2 separate regions of the Urocitellus parryii genome follow, and region 1 is linked to region 2. The links are chromatin contacts, called in public Hi-C maps. All regions are on one chromosome and are shown on one strand. The core of a region is the stretch at or near the end of the contact, and the rest is flanking DNA. Distances in the headings are between cores, read along the strand shown.

What was found. A called contact is a pair of places that touch in the nucleus more often than the background predicts.
Region 1: a contact with region 2 is called in a Hi-C map of muscle, with 3 times the contacts expected there. The contact joins the promoter of Hnrnpa0 here to the promoter of Dcp2 in region 2. A contact is called at or near these places in 2 of 2 Hi-C or Micro-C datasets (liver and muscle).

The regions. Positions count from the first base shown.
Region 1 is chr1:124,375,726-124,378,425 of mUroPar1.hap1, forward strand. Hnrnpa0 (heterogeneous nuclear ribonucleoprotein A0) reads left to right here and starts at 1,273. Exons shown (of 1, transcript XM_026410691.2): 1 at 1,273-2,700. The coding sequence starts at 1,361. The coding sequence ends at 2,266.
Region 2 is chr1:124,202,264-124,204,963 of mUroPar1.hap1, forward strand. Dcp2 (decapping mRNA 2) reads right to left here and starts at 1,379. Exons shown (of 12, transcript XR_003300017.2): 1 at 1,126-1,379.

The DNA.
Region 1 (2,700 bases), core at 23-2,522, 170 kb after region 2:
GTATTCTTCTGTTTAATTCCCTAGGTCTGATACCACAGCTTAAAAAAGCTAGCATTTTAGTTGAAAGGAAGCAGCGCATAGATGCACTAAATAAAGCATTTAAAGGGTTCATGGAGGTAAAATGAAAATGTCTGCTGGACCGTGCAAAGGGGAACTGTAGGTTTCAAGCTAAGGTTCAAGGATGGCAGGAAGTTTGTGGGGATTTCACGCCTCGTCGGGGTCCTAAGGTCTGAGGTGCTTTTGGCGCCCTGTTGTCTCACCCTGGCTCGGGCTCTCTTTGCACAGGACCACGTGTCAAATATTTTAGATTAACCACGCGTCAGGCCCACTGTAAACGGTTAATAACCGCCTTTCTGGACTAGGCCTCTGCCCTCCATCTTTGTGTGAACAGGAGGGGCGGGGACGCCAGGTGTACCCGGCCGGCCCAGACGCGGCGGGTGGATACAGGCCCCCAACCCCAACAGTCAAGTTTTCAAAAAGCCCGCGCGTGGAGCCCCAGGCCGTATCCGTTGGGAACGGCCCCCAGCGCGCCCCTCATTCCCTCCCCTGTCAAGCCGTAGGCGGGAGGAGGCGCGGGGGTGAGAGGCAGGCTCTGCACACAGGGGGAGCCGGGGGAAGCGCGCACCGGGGAGCGCGCCCGTCCAGCGGTCGCCGAAAACGGAAGTGGGTGCAAGGGGATCGCGGTGATTGGCTGAACTGACATGTCTCTCAAGGGGCTGGCGCGAACGCCACTGCGGAGTTGGGCGAGGGGATAAGGAAAGGGGAGGGGGAGAATCAGTGGGAACAGCCGCGAGGCTGGAAGGAAATGAACCGCGGAGGTGCGCAGAGCGCAGGAAGAGTCCCTCGTCCTGGTACACTGGGACTACAGGGAATGAAAGCCGGGCGGTACGAAAAGCGGTGGAAGCACACCAGGCCCAAGGCTTGAATAGACCGCGGAGGGCGGGGAGTCCGTGATCGAGAGCGGCGCTGCGGCGCGGTAGGCGGGATTAAGGAGAACGAGGCGGGGATTGGCTGGCAGCCCTGGGCTACCGTACGTCGCTGGTGACGCACGCCTCGGGGAGGGTGCGCGCGCCTTCAGCGGCCTCTTTGTGTGGTGCCCAGATTGGGGAGCGGAGGTGGCGGTAGCGGCGGCCTTGGTTGTCTTCCAGTCTCCTCGGCTCGCCCTCTAGCCGGCACCTCTCCCCTTCCCTCCCCCTTCCTCTTCTCCTTCCTTCCCTCCCCTTCCCTTCCTCCCTTCCCCGTCGGTGGCGGCTCCAGCAACGGCTGGGCCCGAGCTGTGAAGAGGCCTCCGCTAACGATAACGGCGGCGACGGCGAAACCCCGGAGCTCGCAGGGCGGGGGGAAGGCCCGAGCGGTGGAGATGGAGAATTCCCAGTTGTGTAAGCTGTTCATCGGCGGCCTCAATGTGCAGACGAGTGAGTCGGGCCTGCGCGGCCACTTTGAGGCCTTTGGGACTCTGACGGACTGCGTGGTGGTGGTGAACCCCCAGACCAAGCGCTCCCGTTGCTTCGGCTTCGTGACCTACTCCAATGTGGAGGAGGCCGACGCCGCCATGGCCGCCTCGCCTCACGCCGTGGACGGCAACACGGTGGAGCTGAAGCGGGCGGTGTCCCGGGAGGATTCGGCGAGGCCCGGCGCCCACGCCAAGGTTAAGAAGCTCTTTGTCGGTGGCCTTAAGGGAGACGTGGCCGAGGGCGACCTGATCGAGCACTTCTCGCAGTTCGGCACAGTGGAGAAGGCCGAGATCATTGCCGACAAGCAGTCGGGCAAGAAGCGCGGCTTCGGCTTCGTGTATTTTCAGAACCACGACGCGGCTGACAAGGCCGCGGTGGTCAAGTTCCACCCCATCCAGGGCCACCGCGTGGAGGTGAAGAAGGCGGTCCCCAAGGAGGATATCCACGCCGGCGGAGGCGGCGGCTCTCGCTCTTCCCGCGGTGGTCGCGGCGGCCGGGGCCGCGGCGGTGGGCGAGACCAGAACGGCCTGTCCAAGGGCGGCGGCGGCGGTTACAACAGCTACGGAGGTTACGGCGGCGGTGGCGGCGGTGGCTACAACGCCTACGGAGGCGGCGGAGGCGGGTCGTCCTACGGGGGAAGCGACTACGGGAACGGCTTCGGCGGCTTCGGCAGCTACAGCCAGCACCAGTCCTCCTACGGGCCGATGAAGAGCGGCGGAGGCGGAGGCAGCAGCTGGGGCGGTCGCAGTAACAGTGGACCTTACAGAGGCGGCTATGGCGGTGGGGGTGGCTATGGAGGCAGCTCCTTCTAAAAAATTGAAAATGTCTGGGAGTGGCTATAGGGGTAGCTCTTTTCAACAACCCAGGTGGGGTCAACTCCTAAGTCCCTTCCCCCTCCCACCGCCTTCTCCTTTTTGCCCTTGGGGGAGCCGCTTCTAAGGCTGCTAACCCTTGGGGGGTGTTCCCCTGTTTGCCTGCCACCTCTCTTGTCTCTCCCTGCGAGAATGGACTCGGCCCCACATACACATTTTTGTGTTACAGTCATTGATGGACTCTATTTTTTTATTATTACTTGGACCTTGGTCGTTTTTATACTAGCAAAATGTCTTGTTTTAATTTGTGTTTTTTTTTTGGGGGGGAGGGAGTGAACTTGCTGATTCTGTAGCAAAACCTGGGCGGGGGTTGGGGCGGGAGGGGGTAGTTTACTTTGTTGTAAGGACTTGATACCTGGCTACAGCGTTTTCTA
Region 2 (2,700 bases), core at 129-2,628:
AGAAAAGGCACAGGTTTCAAATCTTGATTTTCTGAATTAAGATGAATGTGACCGTGTTTAAATTACCAAGTCTCTGCATGTTTGGAAAACAAATGGAAAATTACTTCACCTATCAAAAAAGGGTTATTTCGAGAATTAAATAAAATGATAAATGTGAAGGGAGCATCCAATACCTAGCACAGCAGAAACTCCACAAACTTTCCTTGGCATTTAAAAAAAAAAATTAGCGTGAATGCGACACCACTGAGTCTGACCTTTAAACACAAGTACAATAATTAAAAGTACATAAGTGTTTACCAGAGCTTTTACTCACTCGTAATCCAAATGACTTCACAATCCACATCTCTGGACGACAACTCGCTTAACTACCATAAAATTTTACTTCAAAGAAGTATTTTAAGTACATTTTACACGTGTTTGGTTATCCGAAACCACAGCTGACAAGAAAGAATGCACAAAATTTCTCCTGGGAAAGTGTACGTACCCCGAGTTAAAACCCTGCGAATGAGAATTTCCTTTCAAGTAAGATAATTAAGGGATGAAAAGAAAAGCAGCTCTCGACTTTTCCCCCTCTCCCTCTCGAAGATTTTTAAGTCCTGGGAAAGAGAGAATAAGAAATTATTTTTAGGAATGTATAGAGAATGCCACGGACATAGACGAATATGCAGAAGAAAGGTTTTTAAGTTTCAAAACTGCTCCTTGCCATGGGTCCAGGTACCAGAGACCCTACGACCCAACAATACACTGGGGGCTTCCTACAGATTCAGAAAATGGGACGGAGGGAGGAGAAACGGTGTGTGAAAGTCAGCAACCAAAAGAGAGAGACAGAAATGGGCCGAAAATATGCTAAAGAAAACTCTGGTTCTGGACGAGCGGCTTCAACTGCGAGAAAGCGAAACCCGTGCGGATACTGAGAAAACCAGACACTGCGTGCTCAGCGCGGGAGGATGGGGGCCGTGAGAAACAGGGAGGCTGCGGCAGAAACGGAGAGGGGGCGGTGGCGGGGAAGAGTCGGCGGTGGAGAGCTGACGGCGGCGGGAGAGGAAAGCGAGGACCTTCAAGCGGGCGCGCGGAGGACGCCCGGGGGTTGGCGACCCTGAGAAGAAACCCGCAGCAGCGCAGTACCTGCAGAGATCGTCCAGGACGCTGCCAGGAATCTCCACCCGTTTGGTCTCCATGATGAGGACCCACAGCAGGAGCAGTGCATCCCGGCTCCGCGCGGCCGGGGACCAAGGGTACAGAAAAGAGGCTCCGGCTAGCCGGAGAGCGGGCTGCGGTGGCGGCAGCGGCTGCAGCTCCGACGAAAGCCAAGGGGGAAGAAGCGGGACCCGTTCACTTCCGTCCCGCTTCCTCAGCCCAGGACCCCGAGGCTGGGCCGAGGCGCGGGGCGGAGCCCCGACAGTCACGCCCCTGCCCTGCTTAAAAGGCCCAATGGGAAGCTAAAGGATTGGGAGTCTGAGAACGCTAAGCCAATGAGACGTCTGTTTATTGGTCCGTCATCTCCAATCCTTTTTCATGATGCTCAGTTCCTGCTCGGAAAACCAACTTCCCGCCGCCTTCGACTGAGCGCCAGGACGGGTAGGCGCATGCGTATCAGGCCTCTTTTGCACCGCCTGGAAGTTTAGAAAGCTAGGGTCTTCCATGCCCACATCGAGACCAACATCCGGGACTTCGGCGTGGTCTCATTGACTTTTCCGTGACTCGTTCACCACGCGAGGCAACCCCGAGAATCCGATAAGCACTAACATGTATTCAAGTATTCACCAAATAGCCTGCGCACTCACTCACCACCGCCCCCCCATTTCTCCAGGCACTGGTTGTGCCTTTTACTATAATTTTATTTTTGTTTTTTGGGGGTACTGGGGATTGAAACTGGGGGCGCTTAACCACCTAACCACCTCTCCACCTCTCCAGGGTCTGGCAAAACTGTTTAGAGCCTCACTAAATTACTGAGGCTGGCCTTAAACTTGGGCAATCCTCCTGCCTCAGCCACCAGAGCCACTGGAATTAGTGGCGTGCACCGTGCCCATAAAGAGTATGCAGTTTTTAATGTGCTTCACCTCTCTTTTATCCTCAGACACCTGGTCCCAAATATGAAGAAAAGGACTTTATCCCACTACTTGACACCCAGTGAGATCTCAGGAAACACTGAACCTGAACATGGGCTTTGCATTCTACCAATTACACACACCACTGTAATTGGCTTGTCCTCATTCATTTCTCATCTTAGTTGAGTCCAAATTCATTCGTGATCTTTGGCGAAACTGGATCCATCTGTTCTTATATCAGATTCACAGCTCCCACCAACCCCCACCACACACACCGGCTCTATCAGGAGTTTAGTCTGTTCTACCATTTAATATCTCATGTTTTCTCCTAATTTCGGTCAAATTCATTATATCTAGGTTTGCATAATTTCTTCACACTCCTGTGAGAGCAGCGTGCCAGTGCCTCCGCTCACATTCCTGTGTAACTGCCTAAATTGTGTGTGTTTTATTGAGATGAACTGCTTACTGTGTTTTCAGCTTCCTTTCACCCTCTCATCAGCTGCTGATGTGTGAAATCTCTTATATCCCATAGCGATATAAAAGTCTGGCACCAGGGCTGGGGTTGTGGCTCAGTGGTAGAGCGCTTGGCTTGCATGTGTGAGGCACTGGGTTTGCTTCTTAGCACCGCATATAAATAAAGGTCCGTTGACAA